Linked DNA regions of Mus musculus: all the other regions are linked to region 4. A link is a contact called in public Hi-C data. All regions are on one chromosome and are shown on one strand. The core of a region is the stretch at or near the end of the contact, and the rest is flanking DNA. Distances in the headings are between cores, read along the strand shown. Region 1 overlaps Rgs10 (regulator of G-protein signalling 10). Region 2 holds the start of Rgs10 (regulator of G-protein signalling 10). Region 3 overlaps Mcmbp (minichromosome maintenance complex binding protein). Region 4 has its middle 31 kb from the start of Bag3.

What was found. Hi-C and Micro-C count contacts between places; a contact is called where the count stands out from the background.
Region 1: a contact with region 4 is called in a Hi-C map of bone marrow-derived macrophages, with 35 read pairs. The contact joins two enhancer-like sites. A contact is called at or near these places in 1 of 15 datasets of contacts at CTCF or cohesin (large pre-B cells), 16 of 484 Hi-C or Micro-C datasets (B cells, CD4 T cells, CD8 T cells and 10 more), 6 of 115 datasets of contacts at active chromatin or transcription factors (CD8 T cells, effector CD8 T cells, embryonic stem cells and 2 more) and 2 of 9 other capture datasets (adipose tissue and liver).
Region 2: a Hi-C map of bone marrow-derived macrophages shows a contact between it and region 4, with 34 read pairs. The contact joins the promoter of Rgs10 here to the enhancer-like site in region 4. A contact is called at or near these places in 9 of 39 promoter capture datasets (the HPC-7 cell line, embryonic stem cells, pre-B cells and 2 more), 2 of 484 Hi-C or Micro-C datasets (the HPC-7 cell line and bone marrow-derived macrophages), 5 of 115 datasets of contacts at active chromatin or transcription factors (bone marrow-derived macrophages, embryonic stem cells and fetal liver) and 3 of 9 other capture datasets (adipose tissue, liver and pancreatic islet).
Region 3: a contact with region 4 is called in a Hi-C map of bone marrow-derived macrophages, with 24 read pairs. The contact joins two enhancer-like sites. A contact is called at or near these places in 2 of 39 promoter capture datasets (stem cell-derived epiblast-like cells and trophoblast stem cells), 1 of 15 datasets of contacts at CTCF or cohesin (large pre-B cells), 2 of 484 Hi-C or Micro-C datasets (bone marrow-derived macrophages and hematopoietic stem and progenitor cells), 1 of 115 datasets of contacts at active chromatin or transcription factors (effector CD8 T cells) and 3 of 9 other capture datasets (adipose tissue, liver and pancreatic islet).

The regions. Positions count from the first base shown.
Region 1 is chr7:128,377,621-128,380,668 of GRCm38.p6, reverse strand. All of the region lies in intron 4 of Rgs10 (regulator of G-protein signalling 10), which reads left to right. Among named protein-coding and RNA genes, the nearest start is that of Gm39092, 12 kb to the right of the region's middle. Within about 2 kb of position 1,613, at least 34 of the 459 cell types and tissues checked have an H3K27ac peak or open chromatin away from gene starts, as enhancers often do. A contact at or near this core is called in bone marrow-derived macrophages, where this site is marked.
Region 2 is chr7:128,416,777-128,419,980 of GRCm38.p6, reverse strand. Rgs10 (regulator of G-protein signalling 10) reads left to right here and starts at 1,809. Exons shown (of 5, transcript NM_026418.2): 1 at 1,809-1,915. The coding sequence starts at 1,867.
Region 3 is chr7:128,727,372-128,730,318 of GRCm38.p6, reverse strand. The region is part of intron 1 of Mcmbp (minichromosome maintenance complex binding protein); the gene reads left to right. Among named protein-coding and RNA genes, the nearest start is that of Mcmbp, 12 kb to the left of the region's middle. Within about 2 kb of position 1,433, at least 55 of the 459 cell types and tissues checked have an H3K27ac peak or open chromatin away from gene starts, as enhancers often do. A contact at or near this core is called in bone marrow-derived macrophages, where this site is marked.
Region 4 is chr7:128,553,224-128,556,312 of GRCm38.p6, reverse strand. No RefSeq gene overlaps it. Among named protein-coding and RNA genes, the nearest start is that of Bag3, 31 kb to the right of the region's middle. Within about 2 kb of position 1,547, at least 136 of the 459 cell types and tissues checked have an H3K27ac peak or open chromatin away from gene starts, as enhancers often do. A contact at or near this core is called in the HPC-7 cell line, bone marrow-derived macrophages and liver, where this site is marked.

The DNA of each region.
Region 1 (3,048 bases), core at 364-2,863, 180 kb after region 4:
AGGGAGTAGATTTTGTCTTATGTGGAGGGTCTTTTTGACTCCATTTCTGGCCTTGGAGTTCTGATTCCACCCTTGGCACGTTCACCATCCCTAATGGGCCTGTCTATGAACTAATGGGCCTGTCTATGAACTAAAGTGCTGTCCAGATCGACGAAGCCTTTCTAGTGGCCCGCTCGTGCTTGAGGGCAGGGTCTTCAGTCTCTGCTTGCCACTGTCCCACTGTCTGCTAGCTGCCCTTAGACCTCCTGGGTACGCCCCACTCCTTCTTCAGAAGACGTAGGAGGACCTCCACTCACAGGGTGGGCACAGTAGCTTGCCAAACCCATTAATCACCTAAGAGCTGTAGGGAGAGGTTTCCTTTTCTCTCAGTTCTATATTCACACAGCCAGTAATCAGTTCTGTAATCTAGGTATAAGGAGAGGGAGAGAAAGGGGGAGGGGGAGGGAGAGAGAGAGGGAGAGAGAGAGAGGGAGGGAGGGAGGGAGGGAGGGAGGGAGAGAGAGAGAGAGAGAGAGAGAGAGAGAGAGAGAGAGAGAGAGAGAGAGATAGAGATGGGGGTGGTGGTGGTCTAGAATGGCAAGTCAGAGAAATCCTATGACCAAACTTTATGTTACATTGAAGGATTGAAAATTTTCCTCCTTATGCGGGTAGAAGTAACCCAGAAAAGAAGGGAGGTGGGTATTTCATTTAGTTCTTCTAATGTACTTGATTGTGAGTGATCAAATATTTATCAAGCTGAAAATGCAGTGGCTGGAGGCAGTGGATTAGCCTGGAGTGGCCCTCGTTCTGAGACCGACTGCTTCCAGGGATGTCCTTCCGTCCCTCCCCAAGCAGCCTGGTGGGCACTGCAAAGGTGGTTCCCCCCCTTGCTGTTCCACTGCAGCTCTGTCTGGGGTTTGAGGAAGCACGGTGGGTGTTTGGATGATGTAGGGTCCCTGCACTGGAAGCAAGGTGCAGGCAGGGCACAGTTGCGCAGGCGCAGGATTCGCCTTCCGCTCTTTTCCTCCCAGTCCGGTCCGCAGCAGGGGATCCCAGGCAACCGGCTAAACAGTTTATAGTGTAGGCATGCAGATGTGGAGCCTGCAAACCAGGAGCCTTGCTATGCTACATCTGTCCTGGCCAAAAAAAGAAAAAAAAAAAAAAAAAAGAAGCAATCCCGGAAGCAGCCCAGCTGCCTACTCACGATTTTCTGCTTTGCTGCCTGCTGGAGACAAATCTCCTCGTGCTCAAAGGCTTCTTCCTCTTCCTCCCCCTGAGTTGTTTCCATTTTCTCCTCCTTCCTGCAGATCACATTGTTTAGGTCCAGGTCAGCTTTGCCTGCTGGAGGCCTGGTCTTATAGAACCAACTAAGATCTCAGGGCCAGCTCCTTTCTTCTTGAGTTGAGGCTCGCACCTAGGCCGTGCATTGCAGGTCTTCAGAACTGTGAGGGGCTCACGTCCGTGCTTCTGTTTTAGCAGTTTCCTAGTGGGTCAGTCCCATACGTTTTCAAACAGCAAACACTTCTTGCATATCTAGGAGACTAGGAATCTGAAACCAGCCATGGGCAGTCGGGGGTCCTGATGAAGGGCCTAGAAGAGGAACTTGCCGTAGTTCCAGCTCCTGGTCAGTTGCTTGCTCGTCACCTTTGGAACTTGTAGGCTGTGTCCACGTCATTCCTGTCTCTGTCACTGTTGTTACACAGCTTCCTTCTTTCTAGGTCTCTCTGTGTGTCCTGCCTCTTTGGATCTGGGTCCCACTACCCTGGAGGGTGATTTCAGCTTGATATCAATAGGTCTGTTTCTAAACAAAGTTGCATTTTGAGGCTCTAGGTAGATATACATTTTTGAAGACCTACAAACTTGCCTCAAGCCTTTAGAACGATTCCTTTCCCTCTGATATATTTGGGATCATGGGTTAAAATTCAGTACATTTTGAAATTAAATATTCAATCGCTTAATTCTTATGGGCAAGTTTCTATGTTTAACTCTTTGCAAATCTTATTTCTCTCTGTTTGTCTGTCTCTCTCTCTGTCTCTCTCTCTGTCTCTCTCTGTTTTCTCATGTAGTTGAAAGGCTGACCTGGAGCATGTGTGTCCCAGGCTGGTCTTGAACTTGTGATCCTCCTGCCTCTCCATTCCAAGCACTACCCATCATGTAGACCTTTTTTTTTTTTTTCAAAAAAAAATTTTTTTTAACATTTGCTTATTTATTCGAGGGGCAGGGAGCACACATGACATAGCACATACACTAGAGCCAGGGCAGCTTGCAGGAGTTGGTTCTCGCCTTCTACCACAAGGGATGGCAGTAACATATCATCAGGCTGCCAGGCTGTGTGTCATGTGTCTTTACCATCTGAAACCTCTCACTGGCTCCCAGACCTTTAAAAAAATTTTTTTATTAGATATTTTCTTCATTTACATTTCAAATGCTATCCCAAAAGTCCCCTATACCCTCCCCCCACCCCCTGCACCCTGCTCCCCTACCCACTCACTCCCACTTCTTGGCCCTGGTGTTTCCCCTGTACTGGGGCATATAAAGTTTGCAAGACCAATGGGCCATCTTCTGCTACATATGCAGCTAGAGACACGAGCTCTGGGGGGTACTGGTTAGTTCATATTGTTGTTCCACCTATAGGGTTGCAGACCCCTTCAGCTCCTTGGGTATGTTCTCTAGCTCAGACCTGATTTTTAATGACTGCATAGTGTTCTGCCACACAAGAGTCATACAGCTGGTTAGGTGTATAGGATGGAGAAGCAGCCTGCCGGGCTTGGCCTCCTGTCTGTCCCTTATGTCCTTCTCCTGCCCCACTTCATACGTGGAGATCCTCACTTACTGTACCTGGAATGTGGCTGTGTCTGGAGACAGGGACTAAGAAAGGATAATTACGTTAAACAAGCTCATATGAGTGGGCCCTGATCCAAAGTGACAAGTGTTTTTTTTTTTTTTTTTCAGTAGTGTATGTGTGTTCTGTGTGTATGTGTGCATATGTGTGGGTGCATGTGTGTTGTGTACGTGTATGAAAGAGACAATATGCATGTGGTGGTCAGAGGACACCTCTGAGGAGTTGTC
Region 2 (3,204 bases), core at 560-3,059, 140 kb after region 4:
CGGAGAAGGGGACCTAAAGCTGCTAACCTTCCCCATTATTTCCCATTGTCTAAGAAGCTTGGAGCTGTTCTCTCAGTACGGCCTCCCTCGGAGCATGTCTTAGACCACACCAGGCTTGCTGCCGGCACGGTGGGAAGAACCTGGCTGCTAGTGCTGCTGGCTTTGGCTGCCTGTGTCTAACTTCTACTCCATTGTGCTAGAGTCTCCTCCTTTCCTGTGTTAGCTTCGGTGTATTTGTGATCAGCCTCTGGGGACGCTTTCAATGGAGGTGGGCAGGGAAAATTTTGTTACTGTTCTCAGAATGCAGTGATCCCACTGGGATGGTTTGGTTTTGCCTTCTCTCTCTCCTTCCTTCCTTCCTTCATTCCCTTCCCTTCCTCTTTCCCTCTCTCTCTCCCTCCCTCCCTCCCTCCCTCCCTCCCTCCCTCCCTCCCTTCTGACTCCTTCCTTCTGACTCTCTATGTAGCTGCCTTAGACATTGCTATGTATATCAGGGTGTCCTCTAACTCAAAGAATCTTCCTGCTTCTGCCTCCGGAGTGCTGGGGTTGCTGGGATTAAAGGAGAGCACCATTATGTCTGTGTCTGTGTCGGTTTAGGCTCAGCTTTTACAGAGCCTATGACCCAAGAGCTATTTCAATGGCCAGGAAGCTTGGGGGGGGGGCGGGCGGCAATAGCAGCTGGAGACATTCAGAAACCCCGGCTTGGAAGCCACACTGATGGTGCTCACCTGCAAGCCGCAGCTGAAGACCTCTGCAGCCTTCAGGGGACGGAACATCCTCTTTGGATAGCACAAATGGCCGTGTTTGGAAATGATGGAGTGGGGAAGGGTAGGCAGAGAGATGGTGAATAACCACAGAGGGCCAGGGCTGAGGTGGCGTTGGGACTGCAGGGTGGACAAAAAGGGAGGAAAATAGAGCAAAATGGGAAGCTCAGAATAGAAGATATAAAGGAAAGTGCCAACTAGTGAAAATCCTGCGAAAGAACGCGCGCGGGGGGTTGGGGGGGCGACTGGGGAATGGTTTAGAAAAATAGCAATTAGCACAGCTAAAAATAAAGACCAATTTCGAGACAAAGCCAGACCCACAAGGAGAAAAATAAAACTCGCCAGAAAGACAATTCCTTGCAAACCGAATGCTCAAGAAAATGGGGCTAACGACACCCCCCTCTTGGGCTGTTTGGTAAAAAGAAATGGGAAACTAGATGAGCGTGGAGCGCGGCGCTGAGCAGGTGACTGGCACCAGGAGGAGCGTTGAGCCCGGCGCTGGGATCTACAGGATTCCGGTAGTTGAGCGCAAAGGTTCTCCTGAGACTGCACCCAAGTGTCGTCCAAGTTAAAAAATGTGCTGGCGCGCTCAGATCCACTCTGAAACCGCAGAGGCTCCAGACAGCGTTCTCCGAGGTTTGTCCCGGGGCTTGGAAGCCCCGGCACAGGCGTGGCGTGGGCCAGAGTGGGCGCCCACTCGCGGCGGCTTGGCTCGGGACTCTGGTGACGCCTCCCGGGCATTCGCGGCGTGAGCAGGCCGCGCGCCCACGGAATCGGGTAGACCCGGGGGCGATCTGGGAGGTGACTCGGGCCTGGCAGGGACACCGAACGCTGTATGTCTCCAGGCCGCGAGGGGAGGGACCGGGATGTGCGCGGGAGCTGAGGGTCACCCGGGGCCACCGCGCCCTGCCCTGCGCGGGTAACTGAGGGCTGGACCCAGTGCCCACGGGCGCGGGTGGGCAGGGAGAGGGGAGCGCGGCGGGGAGGAGGCGGCGGGCGGAGCCTGGAGGGGCGGCGTCGCGCGGGCTCCTCCTCCTCCTTGCCCTCTTCGGGCTTAGCCGCCGCGCTGCCCGGCTGCTCCGTCCTCTGGACGCCCGCGGCGATGTTCACCCGCGCCGTGAGCCGACTGAGCAGGAAGCGGCCGCCGTCTGGTAAGCGGTTGCGGGCGCTTGGGCGCGGGAAGGACGGGGTCGCCGGGTCCCCTGGCGCGGCTCGCTGTGCCGCCCGGACAGCAGCCGCGCTCCTCCCCGCTCGCTCTGTCCCAGCCGCGGCGGGAGCGCAGAGCCGGGGAGCCGCCCGGGGAGGAAGTTGGGCTTGAAGCGGGAGTCAGAGCAGCTTTCTTTCTAGAGAAGGTCTGGGAACCACGGGAGACACATTAACAGCCCCTCACTCCGAGGCAGCGTGGGAAGCCAGGCTTCCCTCCTGCGTGCAGCCTCTTTCTCGGGCGGAATGGGAAGGATGCTCCGCCGGACCTCTGCATCCCCGGAGTGGCCGGCCCCGCGGCGCCAAAAAAAGTGGAGTCCCAAGGTGGCTGCACACCAGGGCGGGGGAGGAACTTGTGTGACACGGCGGGGGAGTCACTTTGTTTTTCCCCCTGAACCTGCCTGACCCACAGTTTGGGGCAACTTGGCAAGACAAAGAACCCACGGTGCAGAAATGGTGATTTGAATCGTGCCATCCTTTTTGTTCTTAATAACACCTAACACTCTTTGATGGCTTAGGTTGTGGCCAGGAGCTGTGTTGACACCTTGTGTGCTTTCTCTTGTCTTCACCATTAGAGCAGCCGCGTCGGAGGGGTGGGGCTCTAAAGCCAGGGTGTTGGGTAACCTGCTCTACTCTTAGCTGATGGATTTTTTTAAACGTAGGTTTATTTGCTTGACTCTGGGTTCGGGGTTCAAAGGCTTGCTTTTCTGTCGCCCAGAGATTCACTACGCTTTAGCCGGTTTCCTCTTTTCACGTAAATATCAAACGTGGTTAAGCGGCTGCAATCAGACATAGACCCAATCCCTTGGCCACCACTCGACAGCTGTGCAACTTCTTTGTGACTGGGGATGTGCAAAGGGTAGCTTTAAGTGCTTAATTGGAGACTCCCCCCCCCCCATCAGCCACATGCAAATCATTTCATTAATTATTTAAGACAACCCCACTAAAGTCAGATTCCATAGAGTTATTGTAAAGAGTTTGCACTGTTGTCTTAATATGCGTTGAAATGCTCCATTAGTGTTCCCGAGTGGTCACATTCCCTTGTGATGCTGATGGCTGACACTGAGTGGTGGTCAGATTCTAGGCACCGGAGTTAAACTCCAACCTTGACTCTGCCACTCCGCCACACTGAATAATGAATGTCCTTGGACCTTTCTGTGCCGCAGAGCTGTGCTGGTGCTGGCTCAGTGTAGCTTGCAAGAACCAATTGCTAAATGTTCAGGGCATCTGGGAACTG
Region 3 (2,947 bases), core at 184-2,683, 170 kb before region 4:
TAGTTTTTTGCTTTTCTATCTGCATATGTTGATTAGTAGATTATTCTGTGTCTGTTTTTTCTTGGTATTTGATAGACACGTTCAAAGTTATTTTTTCTCTAAACCCCACTTTAGTATTCCACAAACACTAATTTACACAGATTAGTCTGTAATCCATCAGGGAAAATTTGGAACTATCCTCAAATTCCTAAAGTGTTGGTTTATTTGGGGAAAGAGGTTTGTAGTAAGGGACTTGTGGTTTCAGGACTTTCTGTTTTTCTCTTCCTACACATTGCTTATGGGCAGTGAGCATAATGATAAATCGGATTTTCATTGAGTTTTCCTAAATACTAAAACAGACATTTTGGGAATCTGTCATACTCTTTAAGAAGGGTCTGTTTCACTGCTAAGAAAGGAAGAATTTCCTCTTCCCCAATCTGTAAAAGTCAGCTTTTTCGTCCTGGCCCTAGGCTTCAAGAATAATGACTCTGAGACTCAAATATATTTATTTTTATAAGCTTTGGCTATTCCCCAATTCAATCATAACTTAGTATCTCATTTATTCTGATCTTAAATTCTGCCACATGGCTGGTTACCTCTGCTCAGCTCCCGTGCTTCTGACCTCCTTCATGTTCCTGGGCCAATCCTCCTGCCCCTGGCTCTCTCCCAGAATCCTCTCTGTCCATCTTCTATTTCCTGCCTCAGTTACAGGTCAATCAGCTTTAACTGACAGGTGTTGAATCCATTCAGTACACAAGAGATGTTCTCTACACCAATCCCAGATGCTCAGCCTTAAAAATAATACCTATAAGCAACAGTAAATGGACTCAATAGGTTGTACTTATGTACCTATTGACACACACATACATACACACATACACATACAAACAATGATAGTTAAAGAATAAAAAGTCATAAATTTGAAAGAGAGTTTACTGAGAGGGATAACAGGACGTGGGTGATGGATGGAGAGAATGATGTAATATTGTGTGTGTTGTTTGCTTGCTTGTTTTTTGAGATAGGGTTTCTTGGCTGGAATTTACTCTGTAGACCAGGCTACCCTCCAACCTGTAGATCCACCTGCCTCTGCCTCCCGAGTCCTGGGATTAAAGGTGTGCATCACTATTACCTGGACAGCCCCAAGTTTTAAAATAGTTTTGAAAGCTGTTCCGAGAAGAAAGGAAGATACACATGGCTTTGCAGTAGGTCTTTTCATAAGAAGGCATGACATGCATGCACCAGCTGCAGAGCTTCAGACTGCCCGCACAAACGGCGAGCTGGAGTGGGCCACGTGTGCAGCCATAGCTGCAGGGCTTGCTGCTTCCATTAGTTGGAGAATTAGTAGAGCTCTTAAAGCTCTGAGTGCCAGCTACGCAGGCTCATTTAGTATGTTCACCTCCCCGCCCCAGAACACGCACTGTCCAAGCACATGAGGAACCTGGGCCAAGATAAATCATTCTGAGTTATGAGCGAGTATCAGCAGACTTCAGAGAAGGGAAGTCATTGTGTGTGTTCTGTCTGTAATAAGAGAGGACCGGAAATCCGAAAGATGACAAAAATTCAGACTTGTAGAACACTTATAAACACAGTAGATCAAAAAGAAGTCCATATAAAACTTAAAATTGTTCCCAGCTACACAAAAAATGGAAATGGAAGAACATCCTCTAGCCAGGCAGTGGTGGTGCACACCTTTAATCCTAGCACTTGAGAGGCAGAGGCAGGCGGATTTCTGAGTTCGAGGCCAGCCTGGTCTACAGAGTGAGTTCCAGGACAGCCAGGGCTACACAGAGAAACCCTGTCTTGAAAAAATAAAAAAACAAGAACATCCTCTAAGTACAACCAGAGACTGTGCTGTGTATGTATGGAAAGAAGGCTTCGAGCATTGTGTCCATTTATGAAATCAGAAATGCGAACTGAAACCCAAGGCACATGGAGAAAAGGAAAGCAAATAATGAAGGAAGAACAGAAATTAAGAATTGAAAACAAGAAAATAGCAAATCAAAAGCCGGGCGTGGTGGCTCATGCCTTTAATCCCAGCACTTGGGAGGCAGAGGCAGGCAGAGGCAGGCAGATTTCTGAGTTCGAGGCCAGCCTGGTCTACAGAGTGAGTGCCAGGGCAGCCCGGGCTACACAGAGAAACCCTGTCTCAAAAAAAACAAAACAAAAAAATAAATAAATAAATAAAAATAAAATCTAAAAATAAAGAAAATAGCAAATCAGTGAAATACTTGAGACAATCTTATGTACTACAGACTGCCTTAAAGCTCACTAGTATGTGAAGGTGTCTTAAACTTTCTAACAACTTTCTATTTATTACACTGCAGGAAGTTGCTACGCTTTGCAGGCAGTGTGCATGTGGTGGTCAGAGCAGCTTTTGGGGCTGGGCTCTTTTCCTCCTCAAGGGACTGAACTCAGTGATCCTTTGGGAGCATGCATCTCTGCTCAGTGGCCATGAGCGCAAACATTCCAATCCTCCTGCCTCCATCTCCTGGGTGTAGGCATGAGCCACTGCACCTGGTTTATGCAGATAGATACCACCAACTGAGCTACGCGTGCAGCCCCACCCCCCCCACCCCCCCACCCCCCCCCACCCCACCCCCCGCTTTGCTTTTTCTTTGAGTGTGATTAGAGATTTGTGTGTATGTGGAGGGGGTGTAATTGGGGATTGAACTACTGAACTAAATCCCTAATCTTTTATTTCCTTCTTATTAGCAAAACTGATAAACCTCTAAGCTAGACTAGCAAAGAAAAAAGAAGACAAATTACCATACCAGGAGTAAGGAGGTAATGCCGCTGTGGACTAGCTGTATAGATAGAACAGAAGGCTTGGGTGCATATAGTCCAGCACTAACTTATACCACACAGTGCCTTGAAACAATATAGATTCATTACTTTACAGCTCTAGAGGCCAGAAGTCTGACATGTATCACTGGCTTTGTAAAAATCAAGTTGCCAGCAGGATTTGCAT
Region 4 (3,089 bases), core at 298-2,797:
CAGATACACAATAAATAGATAAAGATCAACAAGGGTTTTTGTTTATTTGCTTTTGTTTTGTTTGTCCCTTTCTCCTTGGTCAGCGGCACTGGGACAGCACAGGCACCAAGACATTCTACTCAACAATATTGACTACCGTGGGCAACTTGTCCTCAGAATGAAATAAGACTTCCTGAAGAGTCGTGAAAGCTTACTACAAATTGCCGAGGTGTGACGGTGGGGGAAACTGAGTCTCTAGAAGGTTAAGGTCATGGCTGACTGTTGAGTGAGGAGCTGGTACTGGAGCCCTGCCCACATAACTGGCAGAGCCAACGCTGTGATCACCCTGTGAGCACTGGTGCTGAGCAGGAAGGGCCAGTGAAGAGAGGAATGGCAGGCCTGAGAGAGGTTTGGTTTACATGTGGGATCCTGAGTGTAACCTCAGAACTGTGTGGCTATAGAAGGGTGTGATGGGGGTGGGAGGAGGGGCCAGATTAAAAAAAAAAAAAAGGTGTTTGGCAAAGTAGAGAAACAGTTGAGAGCTAAGTACACCTCCCATCCTTCCTGCCCCCCCCCCCCACCTCTCTAGGTCACTGTCCCACCTCAAGTTGGCTGTATGAGAGTCCAAGTTATAGGCTTTGCTCTCAACACTTTCAGGGCTGGGGGCAAACAGTAAGGAATGGAGACTATTAAATATTTACAGAATAGTGGAACTTGGAGCTTGTTTGCTGGCAGCCCCAGGGCCGAATCTGGCTTGCAGACAGATTTTGTTGGGCCTGACTAGTTCTTTTAAAACATTTTTAAAAAATATTTTTAAACAGAGAAATCTTACAAAACAGATTTCTTGTCTTTCTTGGAAACTAGAGATCTCTCACAACACTGGACCATGTTCCCCCTGGCAGTGACTGAGCATCAGTCTCTTCCTACCCCAACCTGTGGCAGCTGGCACTGCCTCTCATGCACCTGGCTGGCCTCTGTGGCCTTGACATTGCCCCCACGGAAGCTGCTGGCTTAAAGCTGGCTTAGTGTAGACTCAGAAGGACACTCAGGATCTGAGCTCGAGTACCCCCAAAGGATGCACCCTCTTGACTGAAGGTATTAGAGATACTGACCAGAGGTGGCTGGGGGCTGAGGAGGTTGGGCACCAGAGTGCGGACACAGTTTCTCTAGAGAAATAAGCATCCGTGTTGGTTGGTGACAGGGTCTCACGTAGCCCAGGTTGACCTGAAGCTTACTGGAGAGCTAAGAATGACTTTGAACGTCTCAGCTCCTTCTTGAACCTCCTGACTTTTGGGGATTACAGGTACACACCACTACACCCAGTTTTATGTGATTCCAAGGTCAAACCTAGGGCTTCACATAGCCTGGACAAGCACTTTTTTCACAGAGCTATGTCCTACACCTTTATCTTACCACAGGAGGCACAACGGCGTCTAGGGCTTGGTTGAATATGGGCTCTGCCTTCTAGCTGAGCTGACACAAAATTCATCTTCTGCCCTGTGGTGAGAGAAAGGGTGCTGGGCAGACTCAGTGGTTAAGTGGGTGGGGAGGACGGTGAGTCACAGTCCACTGGGGAGGACGGTGAGTCACAGTCCAGCGAGGAAGATCTGCAATGACTGCACAGATGTGCCCACAAGGAGAGGTTTCGGTGGAGTGGGAAGGAGGAATGAGTGGGTGGCAGAGGACTGTACAGGCCCTGGGAGTCCAGCTGGGGACCGACGTAGGTGGCTCTGTCAAGACACTTGCTGATAAAGGGGGTTAAGCTGAGCTCTGAGGACTACTCCTTCTGTGGCTGCATTTCTTCTCAACTAAGGAGAGGCAGCAGGAAGCTGAGAGACAAGGCGAAAGGCGAGATGGAGAGAAGGATTAGGGGTAGAATTTCTCTTGAGGCTAGAAAAGGAGGCCTTCCCTAGAAACAAGTCTGTAAGAAAAAAAAAAATGCAGCCTCTGTAAGGACTGCCAGTTCACCATGGCTGGCAGAGGTTGGAACAGTCATCGATAGAAAACAAATGTTCTAGAAACTTCCAGAAGAATATTTTTTCTTTTTTCTTCTCTCTTCTCTCTCTCTCTCTCTCTCTCTCTCTCTCTCTCTCTCTCTCTCTCTTTCTTTCTTTCTTTCTTTCTTTCTTTCTTTCGTCTTTACTCTATGGCCTTATGTGGTTTCAAACTCCAGCTTTAGCCTCCTAAGAGCTCAGGTTGTAGACATGAGCTACCCTGGCCTGCTAAGGAGGTGTTCTCCCAGCCCCTGCACCGCCTTCAGGCTAGCTTCTATTTGAACCTGAAACTTGGCCCCACTGCTTCCTGGCTGCCAGGGCCCAGCACCTGTGGCTGCCTTACCTGGGTGCCATGGGCTGCCTCTCTATCCCAGGATCCTCACCAGCTCAGCGCTCTCCCCTGGGGCTGAAGCAGCTCTTCTCAGTTGCTACTGGTTCCAGCAGTGCAGATGAGTCTCCGAAGTCCCAGGAAATGGGGGCATGCCCTATCACATGTATGCATGTGACCCCCATCCACTCACCCCCCACACACTCTTAGGTGCACACACACACACACACACGCATACATACCTGGAGGAATTTTTAAATTTTGTTAAAGTCAAAAAACTTTAACCTGGGAAGCTGAGATCTTCTTTATACTCCTATTGCTATTACTGTTGTGTTTATTTTGAACTACATCTCAAGGGAGCCCCGCCCCCCCCCCCCCCCCCATCCCATGCTCAGGGCTTCCCAGAGCTAATGTAGTTCTGTTTGTATACCCTGAGTCAGAGCAGCTTCAGAGCCAGGAGGAAGTGGCAGGAGGCACAGGCCCAGCCACAGGCAGAGCAGTGCAGAAAGGGCATGCCACTAGGGAGTGTGTCTGCCCCAGCCTTTTCTATGCTCTCAGACAGTTCAGAACGTGCTAGAACTCAGGGAAGAAAGAAAGGTATTTGCCCTAGTGATTAAGACATGTTCAAGCATTTTCCCACAGGCTCCTGCACAACCCAAAATAAACTGCAGGCCTGGATCTTGGCCACTGGCGTGGGATTACATCTGTATAATGTTACAGAGAGGCAAGCAGGCAGGTGGGTTACACTCACAGGGGCTTATAGGGAGTGCTCTGCCCATAATGGAGTT